Linked DNA regions of Sus scrofa: region 2 is linked to region 1. Evidence: chromatin contacts called from public targeted proximity ligation data. All regions are on one chromosome and are shown on one strand. The core of a region is the stretch at or near the end of the contact, and the rest is flanking DNA. Distances in the headings are between cores, read along the strand shown.

What was found.
Region 2: a targeted proximity ligation map of alveolar macrophages shows a contact between it and region 1. A contact is called at or near these places in 1 of 5 promoter capture datasets (liver), 9 of 47 Hi-C or Micro-C datasets (adipocytes, embryonic fibroblasts, fibroblasts and 3 more) and 2 of 2 datasets of targeted methods (alveolar macrophages and skeletal muscle).

The regions. Positions count from the first base shown.
Region 1 is chr5:93,378,187-93,384,217 of Sscrofa11.1, forward strand. It overlaps LOC110260804 (a long non-coding RNA gene), which reads right to left. Exons shown (of 3, transcript XR_002344275.1): 1 at 4,964-6,031; 2 at 4,195-4,362. Among named protein-coding and RNA genes, the nearest start is that of DUSP6, 78 kb to the left of the region's middle.
Region 2 is chr5:93,477,850-93,483,880 of Sscrofa11.1, forward strand. No RefSeq gene overlaps it. Among named protein-coding and RNA genes, the nearest start is that of DUSP6, 180 kb to the left of the region's middle.

The sequences.
Region 1 (6,031 bases), core at 1,340-3,839:
ATTGAAAAAGATACATGCACCCCTCTGTTCAAGGCAGCACTATTCACAATAGCCAAGACATGGAAACAACCTAAATGTCCTTTGACGGATGACTGGATTAAGAAGATGTGGTACATATGCACAATGGAATACTACTCAGCCATAAAAAGAACATGGATGGAACTAGAGACTCTCATACTAGGTGAAGTAAGTCAGAAAGAGAGACAGATACCATATGATATCACATATCTGGAATCTAATATACAGTACAAATGACTATTTCTACAGAAAAGAAACAAACTCATGGATTTGGAGAACAGACTTGTGGTTGCCGAGGGGCCGGGGGAGGGACTGGGATGGACTGGGAGTTTGGGGTTAGTAGATGCAAACTGTTGCATCTGGAGTGGATAAGCAATGAGATCTTTCTGTATAGCAGAGGGAACTATATCTACTCACATGCGATGGAGGGTAATGTGACACAAAGAGAATATATATATATATATATATATATACACATATATATACACACACACACACGCATGCACACACACACACATATACACACACACACATATATATGACTGGGTCACTTTGCTGCACAGCAGAAACTGCAAAACAATGTAAATCAACTACAATAGAAAAAATAAAAACCTAAAAACATAAGAATTATGGTGAACCATAAATGGAACAAAAAGCCCGCTAGAGGAGGTGTCAGGAAGATTGAGTTCTCACTTGAGTTCTGTTGTTAACCATTTCTATGATCTTCATAGAATACTTCTTGATCTCTTTCCTCACCTGTGAAATAATACATTAGAGGAGTTCCCGTCGTGGCTCCGTGGTTGACGAATCTGACTAGGAACCATGAGGTTGCGGGTTCAATCCCTGGCCTTGCTCAGTGGATTAAGGATCCGGCGTTGCCGTGAGCTGTGGTGTAGGCTGGCGGCTACAGCTCTGATTCGACCCCTAGCCTGGGAACCTCCATATGCCATGGGAGCCGCCCAAGAAATGGCAAAAAGACAAAAAAAAAAAAAAAAAGAAAGAAAAGAAATAATATGTTAGAGCTCCAGAATCTATGGCTCAGAGGATGCCATTTTGTATGATTCTGTAGAAGCATATATGTAGCTTTTGTAAATAGAAATAAAAGTGCAAGGGGCTCCTTGTCAGTAGGTTATGCTCTCAGGATTAAGCTGTGGTTTCGGTAAGGGATTTGATCCAGTCCACCTACATGTTCTCTTACGTGGTTCTTCTTGGAGACAGGGCAGACAATTCTCTTTCCCACTTGTGACGAGGCATTCTGTCTATGAGTATTGTTAACTTTGGTCTCCCTGGCATTCGCCTTGAAATGATTAAATGAATAATGTGGCAAGTGCGGTTGCCACAGAGTTTATACCCAATAATGGCCCCAAAGAGTTACACATGGCTGCTCCTTGACCCAGTAAAATGCAGTTATAAAAATCCACCAGGCAATTGGAAGCTGTCAAAAGTCATTTCTCAATGAGTCATTTGTCTCTGTTAACAAGAATGAGTTAGGGACAAGTGGAAAATATTTGTTATTTTAAGGCAGCTAAATTTCAACAGATGAGCAAAAAGTTGTCATTCCACACTTATGAATAACAGTTGGTTATTTTGAAACCAACAGCCCTTGCTTCCTTCAGGCGTGCTTATGAATGCTTATCACTCAGACAACTTGTTAGTTACCAGTTTCCCAAAGCAGAGACGGAGAACCACCCTCTGCTACGGATGCGAAGCCGGAAAATGGGGGGATGCAGGAGGAGAGTCAGGTATAATCAGACTGGAGGAGCCCAGCCTGGATTTTGCTCTTTTCCCAAGCCCCTCTTTCATCTGTAAAGTGAAGTTGTTTTTAGAGACTCCCTCAAGATCACGTCTGCTCTAAATATCTGTGACTTATGAACTCAGTGGCCTTAAGTAAGTGGTAAAATCTCAGTATCTTCCTGTTGATTCATTTGTTTGTAATAAACTTTAATCAACACATGATATCCCTAACTATGTAGTTACGGATACTTGGCTTTGTGATGTGGGCAAGATAAACTCCTGACTTCTGCATATTAAATTATTCTTAATTAGCAATTGAAGTACATTCATCAGATAATTGCTCACCGTTTGAAATCTTTATCTATAGAAGGGTTATTGACCTGTTTTCCATTGGAGATGAACTTTGTAAGCTTTCTGTGAGTGTGAGATAAGAGTCTACGAGCATGTACATATTCTAAAGAAAATACAGGAGAAAAAGACTCTTAGAAAATCTCAACTCTTCTCGTATGAATAATCATATTCTCCGCAGCTTAACAGTCTAGAAATCTTTTTATTTTTTTTTTAAAGTACTGGACTGAAGATTCCGAGGGAGCCAATGGCTATAAGCCATAGTGCTATGGCAGTTAATGTGTAACATACAGCTTCCTGGTGAATGGATCAGAAATAACTCCATTACACTTAAAAAGGCAGTTTATTTGCCAGGTTTTATGTGTACAATTATGAAAGGGTTTTCAGCATTTAGAGTCCAACCCTTGGAATTATTGCAGAGAGCCTCGTCATAGCTATAGCTGTACAGAGGCCAAGATCCCCTGGGGAGGGTGAAATAGCCAAAGACTACCACGTTGGCTGAGCAAACACTTCCTGCTTTCTCTAAGGTGACTGATTATTCCAAAAGGCTGGGACTACCTGAGAGATAGCTGTGGTGAGAGAGCTACCAGGTTAATAAAGAAGGGATTCAGGCATAGGCCCTGGGGTGAAAGGTTAAGAGGCATGGTTTACATAGAAGCTTTATTTAGTTATCACTCAGAGGTCTGTTCAAGGAAACTGTCTTGCGCAATAATTAAGATCACAGTTTGGACTGAATGAGGGCTCTGCACCGAAGGGCAATACCTCTTTATTGATTAGGATTTCGTTTTACTTTGAATAAGCAGATCCATGCATGTGAACAATGACAAAGCCTAAGTCCCATTGTTAAATGAAATTACGACCTTCCTAAGTACCTCATTAGCTCTTCTTTCCAGAACCCTAAACCTTCCTCAATCAACAAGTTCATATACTATCTCAGTTTCCCTGTGGGAAAGGCTCTAAGCTAGCCTAAATATTTGGGGACTTTTTCAAATATCTAGTTGAAATCGGCATTACTTTAGCAGAAATTTCCATTTTCTCTTTGAAGAGCTTAAAGATCTATAGTATTTCCTTATTTTTTCCTTTTTGATGGGGAAGCCACCTTTGTGTGTGTGTGTGTGTGTGTGTGTGTGTGTGTGTGTATGTGTGTGTGTGTGAAGGTATAATGTTGAAATGATGTCTGTGTCTGTAAATAGTCAAGCAGATGCCTCCTTTTTGGGTATTTTCCCCATTTTTGAAAACAGCGGATCACACAATATTACTTATACAAACAAACATCCAACCTTTATAACTGCAAACATGAGGACAATCTGCTAATTGCTGTTTTCTTTTGCCATAACACCTATGTGTGTGTATCTGACTCAGAAGCCAGAGATCACAATAGCTCGTTTCACACAGTGAATTTCTAGCTACTTAAAAAGGAACACCTCCAAACCTAATTTGATTTATGCAGATGAGCTCCCTTCCAAAATTTCAGGAATCTAATCTTTGCAAAAAGCTAGGTATAAGTAACAGTTTGGGAGAGGAAGCTGTCTGTTCCAGAGCTGCTCAGCACTTAATGGGTGACCCAGTGCTTTCTAAACATCTGTTCTTTCTGTGTGGTCTGGAGGAGGCAGGTGGTATCCTAGAATTACAGATGATGAGTCAGATAAAAATATGGTGGGTGTGTCAGAGGCTGTAAGAACTCACCAAGTATTAATGTACTCCTTTGCTTTTCCCAGGCTCCCTTGCAGTTAAGCTTAGAGCTATATGAATAGTTGTGGCCAATGAAAAGTGAGAAGAAGTGCCATGTGTGTCATGTTTGCACTAAGACCTTAAGAGATGGCCTGCTTCCTTCAGTTCTTTTTTCCCTCAGCGTTCCAGATGGCACAGCTATGAGACAGCGATCTGAGGCAGAAACACATTTTTCCTGGGTTAAGCCATTGAGATTTGGGGTTTGCTATCATAGCAGCGAGCATTAATTACCCTGATTAATACCGTAAGTGATACTCCTTCAGTTAGAAAGTTGTTGGAAAAGCTGGGGCCATTATCTAGATCAAGAAATCACAAATCTGAAAAAAAAAAAGAGCCATATGTCTGAATCACAAAGAGCCTCACCTGGACATCTTGAAGAGCATCGGAGGGAATTCTGATCAGCTCCACTGCCGAGCAAATGATGAAGAACTGCAGGAGCTTCGATGTACGTGGTTTTCTTACACTTAGAAGGAAAAAGTTTATGCTTGAGCTCGGTCCCGTCACTACTTTTTTTCATATAACTTCTTGGAGCTAGAGAAGAAAGGAAAAGCAAAGCAAAACATGCAATTTCATTACGCTCCCTAATGGACATAATTGGTAACATGTGTACCTAATTCTGATTACTCATTCTTCTATTCACTTGTCGCTGGTTAATTGAGAGTGGCAGTCCCAATTAAACAACCCCTAGTAGCATGTAATGGCTAATTGTGAGCAGGTTAGAAGCCTCCTTTGTCTTTGAAAAGGTCTCTTAACTCTCCAGGGCATGTCTGCTTTGGATTGAAGTCATACTTTGGTATCGGATGATTTAAAATCAAGAAACTCCTTTAATATTAAGGTTCAAATAAATGAATTTACACCCCATGACATATGTTTAGCAGGTGACGGAGCCCATGTGCTATTTATTCCACTTCGCAGAGAATTACAATGTGGAAGGGATTTAAGTTAGGCCCTAACCAGCCTTGCTGCTAGGGCCAAAAAGTAATGTGGTTAATGTAGCAGGCCTGAGCAAGAAGTGGGTTCATTTGGGTCACTGCAATGACTTCTGATTGAATTCAGGTAATTTCTTCTAAAAAGAGGCCATGGGTCTCTTCTGCTTACTTCTACCTCCAAAACCTCACAACCACTCACTCACTGATTTATGCAGTGACTGTTACCACGTTGCTGGACTAAACAATATTTCTCCAAATGCTTCGGCTCACGGGGTCTATGCAAACGATTATGCAAGTCTGTCGTGGATGAGGATCCGTGTTATTTGCTGCAGAAATCGCTGTGCTATCCCCACGATGGTTTCTAAACAATGTGCAGGAATGCAGATTCACTGAAAGGTGGAATGTGGTGGCTGTGGCTTTATCAACACTTTATCAATGCGCATTAATGGCAGTGCGAATCATGTGGGTGACAGCCACGGTCCTTGCGTGAGCCTGTGTGCACCAAGGAGCACGTTTCAAACAAGATGCTGTTTCCCTTTCCGTTATCTCCGGATCCCATTTAAAATCCATGGAAGTCATCGTTTCACTTTGAAATCATCGGTGGACGCGGATGGACCTGGAGGGTCGGGAAAATCGGCACAGCCCATTTCAGGATGTGCATCTCTGAATTTCTTTTCCGTCCTTCTCAAGCATCCTTTCTTTGGACTCACTGTGAGGACAGCGTGCAGGGAGGCGAGTCACCGCGGTCTGCTTCTCAACCATTCACCCCGCCTTGGTCACATCTCTCCCATTTTTGATTCAGCTTCCTACTCTGTCTCTTTGGCTTTTCTCAGACTCATTTGCGATACACAGAGGCAGAGTATGAATGACACATTTCCTCAAGGGGTCAGGGGAAGTAGAATTAAGAATCATGTGATAGTTTTCTGCTTTAGTTCTTATTCTGTTGTTATTTTTTCAGGCCCACAGACAAAAGGAAACATAAGATCAGTCTATTAGCTGAGTTATGGGTTCTATTGGGAATAATAGGGATGCCAAAATATCACTGGTTTTAGTAATATATATATATATCACGTCTAACTTCAAAACTTCACTGTGTGTGTGTGTCTATTTGATATAAAAACTATAGCCACAGAGGTCAAAAGTATGGCTTGTCAGTCATCTGGGACCCAGGTTGCTTCCAACTATCCACCTCACCACACATGGTGAACTGAGTATGTGACTCTCGTCCTCGTGGATGAAGCACCGACCTTACGTTCAAGTCCATGAAACAG
Region 2 (6,031 bases), core at 1,367-3,866, 100 kb after region 1:
GCTCCAACACAAATGCCATGGTCAGAGGGCCAGGGCATTTGGGGAGGAGGAGGCTGTGTTTTCTCTTCGGTCAGGATCTTCTCGTCCTTCTATGTACTTCATAGCATTGCACCTGACCACTACTTCAACTAAGCATCCTTAGGGACCCGAGGTACATAACCTTGATTTTTTCCCTTGATAGATGTTCTTTCATTAGTCCCAGGAAAATTAACTTAGTGTGTTAGGTCCATCCTTTTAATCAAAGGGAATGCTTAGGTTAAAATGAGGCACAAAGTCCTTCTGTTAGCACCAAGTTAATTGACCATGGGAATGAAGGTGAAGATTCAGACGAATCCCGCTGCACTTCTGTCATAATGCTCACCTGTGACTTGATGGTTGATGCAGCTTCACAGGGTTTTAGAAGTTTCTTCAGGGCAAGGATCATGGCCAGAACAGTGAATGGGTCTTCATTATCCAAGGGGTCGAAATCTAAGGAATGAATACATACATATATATGTATAATGCTCCTGAAAGTGAATCCACTTACATTTAAAATTTTTGTTGTTGTTGTTGTCTTTTTAGGGCCGCATCCATGGCACATGGAGGTTCCCAGGCTAGGGGTTGAATTGGAGCTACAGCCTACAGCACAGCCATAGCAATGCCAGATCCGAGCTGCATCTGTGACCTGCACCACAGCTCATGGCAACACCGAATCCTTAACCCACTGAGTAAGGCCAGGGGTCACACCTACATCCTCATGGATGCTAGTCAGATTAGTTTCCATTGAGCCATGATGGCAGCTCCTCAGACTTTTTAATAATTAAAAGAACCATGAATTGAGTCTGTATCTTCAAAGGGAAATTAAACCTCATGGTGTTAATTTGCTTATTCTTACTTACATTTAAATAAATTTAGGTTAAATTATATTTAGCACCTTAAGAAAACAAAGATGAATCAAATACTGATAATTCTTTTCAGCCTAATTTTTCTAATAAAGTTATATGGTAGCAATATTGAAACCTCCACTTAATGTATATATACCTTTTGCAGTGGTATCACAATGGAGTTTATTTTTATATTAAATGAGGACTTCACCAATTTTCTTAAAGTCCTCTCTTAATCCTTTTCATCAAATAGTTATTTTTTGCTCCACCTATCACATCAGTATCCTTGATTTCCTCTTCATTAATTTTTAATAGGTTCACTTTTGCCAGTTCTTTTTGTGTGTATGAGTGTGTGTGATCCAAGAATTTTTCCGACATCGCTTTCATCCAATCTTACGAAATCCTACAACTTTTGCAATATTTGCCATTTTGCTTGGCAATCTATTGCACTGCATTTGCATTGTTTGATTAAAGGTCTGTAAAATCTACCCCATCAGTCAGAGTTGGTATTGTATGGTGGGTTGAGACATAGGTTAGGGGTTAAGGAGAGTGGGACAGTGGTGACTAGTATTACGAGAGGTCAATCAGCCCCTTTATGAATATTTGTGTGTTACAGTGCTTCTTTGCTTCCCTAAGCAACCATGTAATTGGGGGATGGGGCATAATGCATGTTCAAATAATTAAGACTCCCTGGGCTCAAATAATTGTTGAATGGAATGGAACTGACCTTGCCTGAATCTGCTCTCAACCTATAAATGCAGCAGATGTTAGGAGCCTTCAGGCTTGGGTTGCACAGAGATGAATGAAATCCTCTTCCAACTATTTTGGTGTGTATGAACAGAGCTGAGAGAATTCCAGAACTACTGGAATGTTAACTCTCAAATCTAGAGACTTGCTTGAAGGCCTATAATTATCTCTATGGTGTTGTCTTTCGACATATCTAAGAAGCTGAACGGTTTTATTCAAGGTGGGCTAAGGGGGTGGGAAAACTAAATAAGACTTAGGTTCCAGGCCTGTTCTATCAGTGCTATAGTATGCTTTTTGAGGTGCAGGCTATTGAAGTATTAGCTTCAGCAGACTTCAAAATTGGGCTCTTCATTTCTCTTAACCTCATATATTGTTATATTCTGTGTTGGTATAACTTCATACATAAGAATCAATTTTCTTTTTTAAGTACTTAGACATAATAGGTCAGTGGGAGAGGATGAACATACTGCTACCCACCACCGCCTAACAAGACGCGCGTGACCACATATTTGAATAGTATTATTTGCAAAGTATAAAAGCACGTAAAAGTAACATTTTTCCCCATAGGTAGGGAGAATAATGATAGTTTGTTTCCTTCCTCTTTTTGCTTCTTTAGCAGGCTATTTAGATGACTTTTTTTTCCCCTTTTGCTCCTATTATTGTTGGATGTGGGGTTTTTGATTAATTCTGTATTTTTCTTCCTACTGAATTTGCAAACTTCTTGCAAAATCCCTCTCTTATTTTGTTTCATGTGCCCAGCATCTGACGTGGGACTCCATAAATGTCTGTTACATGTTTTTTTCAATTACATTAGAAATTAAAAAAAAATTAAAAAAAAAAAAGAAATTAAGAAGCTGGCTTAGGAAGGAAGAAATGGTAAATGGTTGTGGTGGAAGGGAAGTGGTTTGTGCTAACTTTGCCACGACAGGAAATAAAACAAGGTTAACTGGTGACGGGTAGGACAGAGGGTAAGTGCTCTGTTGCATATTATGAAAGTGGCAGAGGGACAAAGTACAATGACTGTTTTACTGAAAAAAACAGATAAATGAGTTGGAACATGCTTGCCTGAGCACTGATAAACTTGGAGCCATTGAGCAGTTAGATACTCTATGCTAGCGACAAGGTATAAAGTCATCAGCATAGTCGCTTAGGCCTTTCAATATGCACCCTTTCATAAAAAGTGCTTCCCTATAGGAAATGACGCTTTTTAATGATGTGTCCCAGAAGCTTAGCTGGTGCTTAATACAAGGTGATGGAATCTCCTAAAAATGGGGATTTTAATCTCCAAAAATCTCCATTTTTTTTTTTTTTTCTTTTTAGAGCCACACCTGCAGCATACAGAACTTCCCAGGCTAGGGGCTGAATTGGAAATACAGCTTCCAGCCTAGACCACAGCCACAGCAATGCAGGAGCCAAGCCCCATCTGCAGTCTACGCAACAGCTCATGGCAAGGCAGGATTCTTAACCCACTGAGCGAGGCTAGGGATCAAACCCACAACCTCATGGATACTAGTCAGATTTGTTTCTGCTGAGCCACAGTGGGAACTCCCCCCACATCTCCATTTTAAGGCGATTCCATTCCATCAGAAATCTCCAATGACCGACAGAAAGAGGACACAAAGGTTTTCTGGAAGTCATACGTCTGCTGAATGTGTCTACAGACCTGTGAAGAAAGAAGAGCTTAATTAGGCAGATGAGCAATTTCCTGAAAAGGCCTATGCAGGAACTGGATTACGTCTCATTTCCTCTGAGAGAGGCATGAAAAATATGATGATTAAAACGCACTGTTCTGGAGCTTAGCCGTTCTCCAGTTTACCTTCACTTGGTGGGAGTAAGAGAAGGTGATGCTACTGGTTTTGAGTTGGGCTTTCTTCGTCATGAATGTTGGATTTCTTCAGGCAGAATATGTGTTAAACTGAGCTCCAGATTATCTGAGTTCGGGATTCTACTTTGTGGATTGCCTTTGGTTAAGCTATAATCCTTTTAGTCAGAAGAATGTTCTAATCCATCTCTCCCCACTTCCAGTGGCTCAGGAAACAGAAACCAATTTTGATTTCAACTAATCCAAACTTGATGAAGAAAGGAAATACAATGCCACTCTATGAAAGCACGAAGTTCCTTTCAAAGCCAACATGTACTTTAAAAAATATTCTACTGGTATTTGATTTATTCCTATCCCCTGGATCTTTCCATTTCAAAGCCTATGACTGGAGTTTGCTGTCATGGACGTGAACACTTGACTTCAAAGATCAGAGTCAAAAGCCCTCTCTGGACCGTATGAACCTTAGCTTCCATTTCTCAGTGCTTCTGCTTTTTGAAATAAAGGAAGTTTGAAAGTCTTTCTTAGTTTCCTTATATTACTTGTCTATTTCCTCCCCTTTTGTGTTTTACAAAACTGAGTCATGGAAACCCATCCCATTTCACCATCATACAGAAGACATAGTGTAATTATCAAGAAAAGAAGCTTTTTTATTCTTTGTTAAACTCTCAGAAATCTTGGGAGTTCCTGTCATGGCTCAGTGGTTAACGAATCTGACTAGGAACCATGAGGTTTTGGGTTTGATCCCTGGCCTTGCTCAGTGGGTTAAGGATCGGGTGTTGCCATGAGCTGTGGTGTAGTTCGCAGACGTGGCTCGGATCCCGCCTTGCTGTGGCTCTGGTGTAGGCCGGCGGCTACAGCTCTGATTGGACCCCTAGCCTGGAAACCTCCATATGCTGCAGGAGCGGCCCAAGAAATCACAAAAAGACACACACACAAAAAAATAAAAAAAAAAAAACCTCTCAGAAATCCTAGTTATTAAGCCTCATTACAGATCACCGATTTGAGATATTTTGAATTTTTTTAACAGTGGGCTAGTGATTTGGAATGGCTGTTCTTATTAGAGTTGTTCTTTCAGTAGTAGTCAGGTCTAGCTGACTATTGAACTGAGTTCAAGTTTAAAAAAAGTAAGTTCAGTGCCAGGTTTCACTTAAATATACCTGCATAAAAAGGAATTGTAAACATGCTCCTTCTAAACCAGAAATTAAGGATTTGAAAAAACAGTGTGTTGGGAGTGAAACACTGATGAAAATGAGATTGTGATGTCTGCCACACGGGCAGGCTGGGAGAAAGGCAGTCAGCAAACTCCCCTGGCTTGGTCAGGCGGTTTGATCAGCAACATTTTTATTTTAGTTCAGCAAAGGACCTGCATTGGTGTATTAGTCAGGATCCTCTTAGAGAAAGTGGACAAACAGGATATTAATTAATTAATTGACTTATTTATTTATTGTGAGAAACTGACTCGTGTGCTTTTGGAGGCTGAGAAACCCCACGATTTGACTTCTGTGAGCTGGAGATCCAGGAAAGCTGGTAGCCGAATTTGGTCTGAGTCGGAAGACCTGAGAACCAGATAAGCCAGTGGGATAGACGAGAGGCCAAGCGCAGAAGAGGAGATGAGATGTCCCAGCTCCATCGGGGAAGCAGGTGAAGAAGGGATGCCTTCCTGCTTGCCCCTCCCATTCTGTCCAGGCCCCTCTTAGTGAGGAGCACCACCTATTTTACTGAGTCTGCCAAATGCAAATGCTAATCTCATCAAAATCCAAAAATCTCTATTAGTCAGGGATGGCCAGAGAAACAGAACCCATAGGAGATTTACTTATTTAGTTGTGTGTTTGTTTCTTTTAGGAATTGGCTCATGGGGTTGCCTACCTACATCAGTAAGGTTGAACTTCTTTATTTCACATCTTTGGATTCAAACAATAAACTCTGCCAGAGACCCCCCTCATAGACACGGAAGAAATAATGTTTTACCAGCTCTCTGGGCTGCCTTTCACCCAGGCAAGCGGACACATTAAAATCAGCCATCACAGGGCCCCTTTAACCAACTAAGCAATGAAGCTTGGCACCAGGATCAGAGTATATAGAAGTGATTTTGGAATGTTCTGGTGGTTTTGAGAAGTTTAAAATGACCAAAACCATCATAGAATTCATTTAATAAACTAATAAAATTTACAAAGTAGATTTCATAAAGAGGACAAGTTATTACAAGAGTTCTAAAGATCTCATTTAATTTATTAAATAATTTACATTCATTTAATTAAAAGTTCATGAACAGAAGGAAGAGTGTGAATCCAAGGTTAGTAGAACTAAATTGCAACATTCCTCTCTGTTCTATGTTTTCTTCCCTCCGCAGTACTTGATGGCATGGATCTGCTCACGGCGACAACCACCCTACACACATGTATGCGCACAAGAGTATTTTAGAGCAGATGTTTAAAGAAGGCTCAAGCAGGAGTATGCAGGCCAGGTCTGACTATCGGATGTGTTTTGTTTACCTCTGCACAGTGTTTAAAACTTAAAATTATCTTCAATAACAAGGCGTAAATAAAAATTTCCAGGCTATCTTGAAAAATGGAGAGATTTGGTATTGTTGCACCTATAA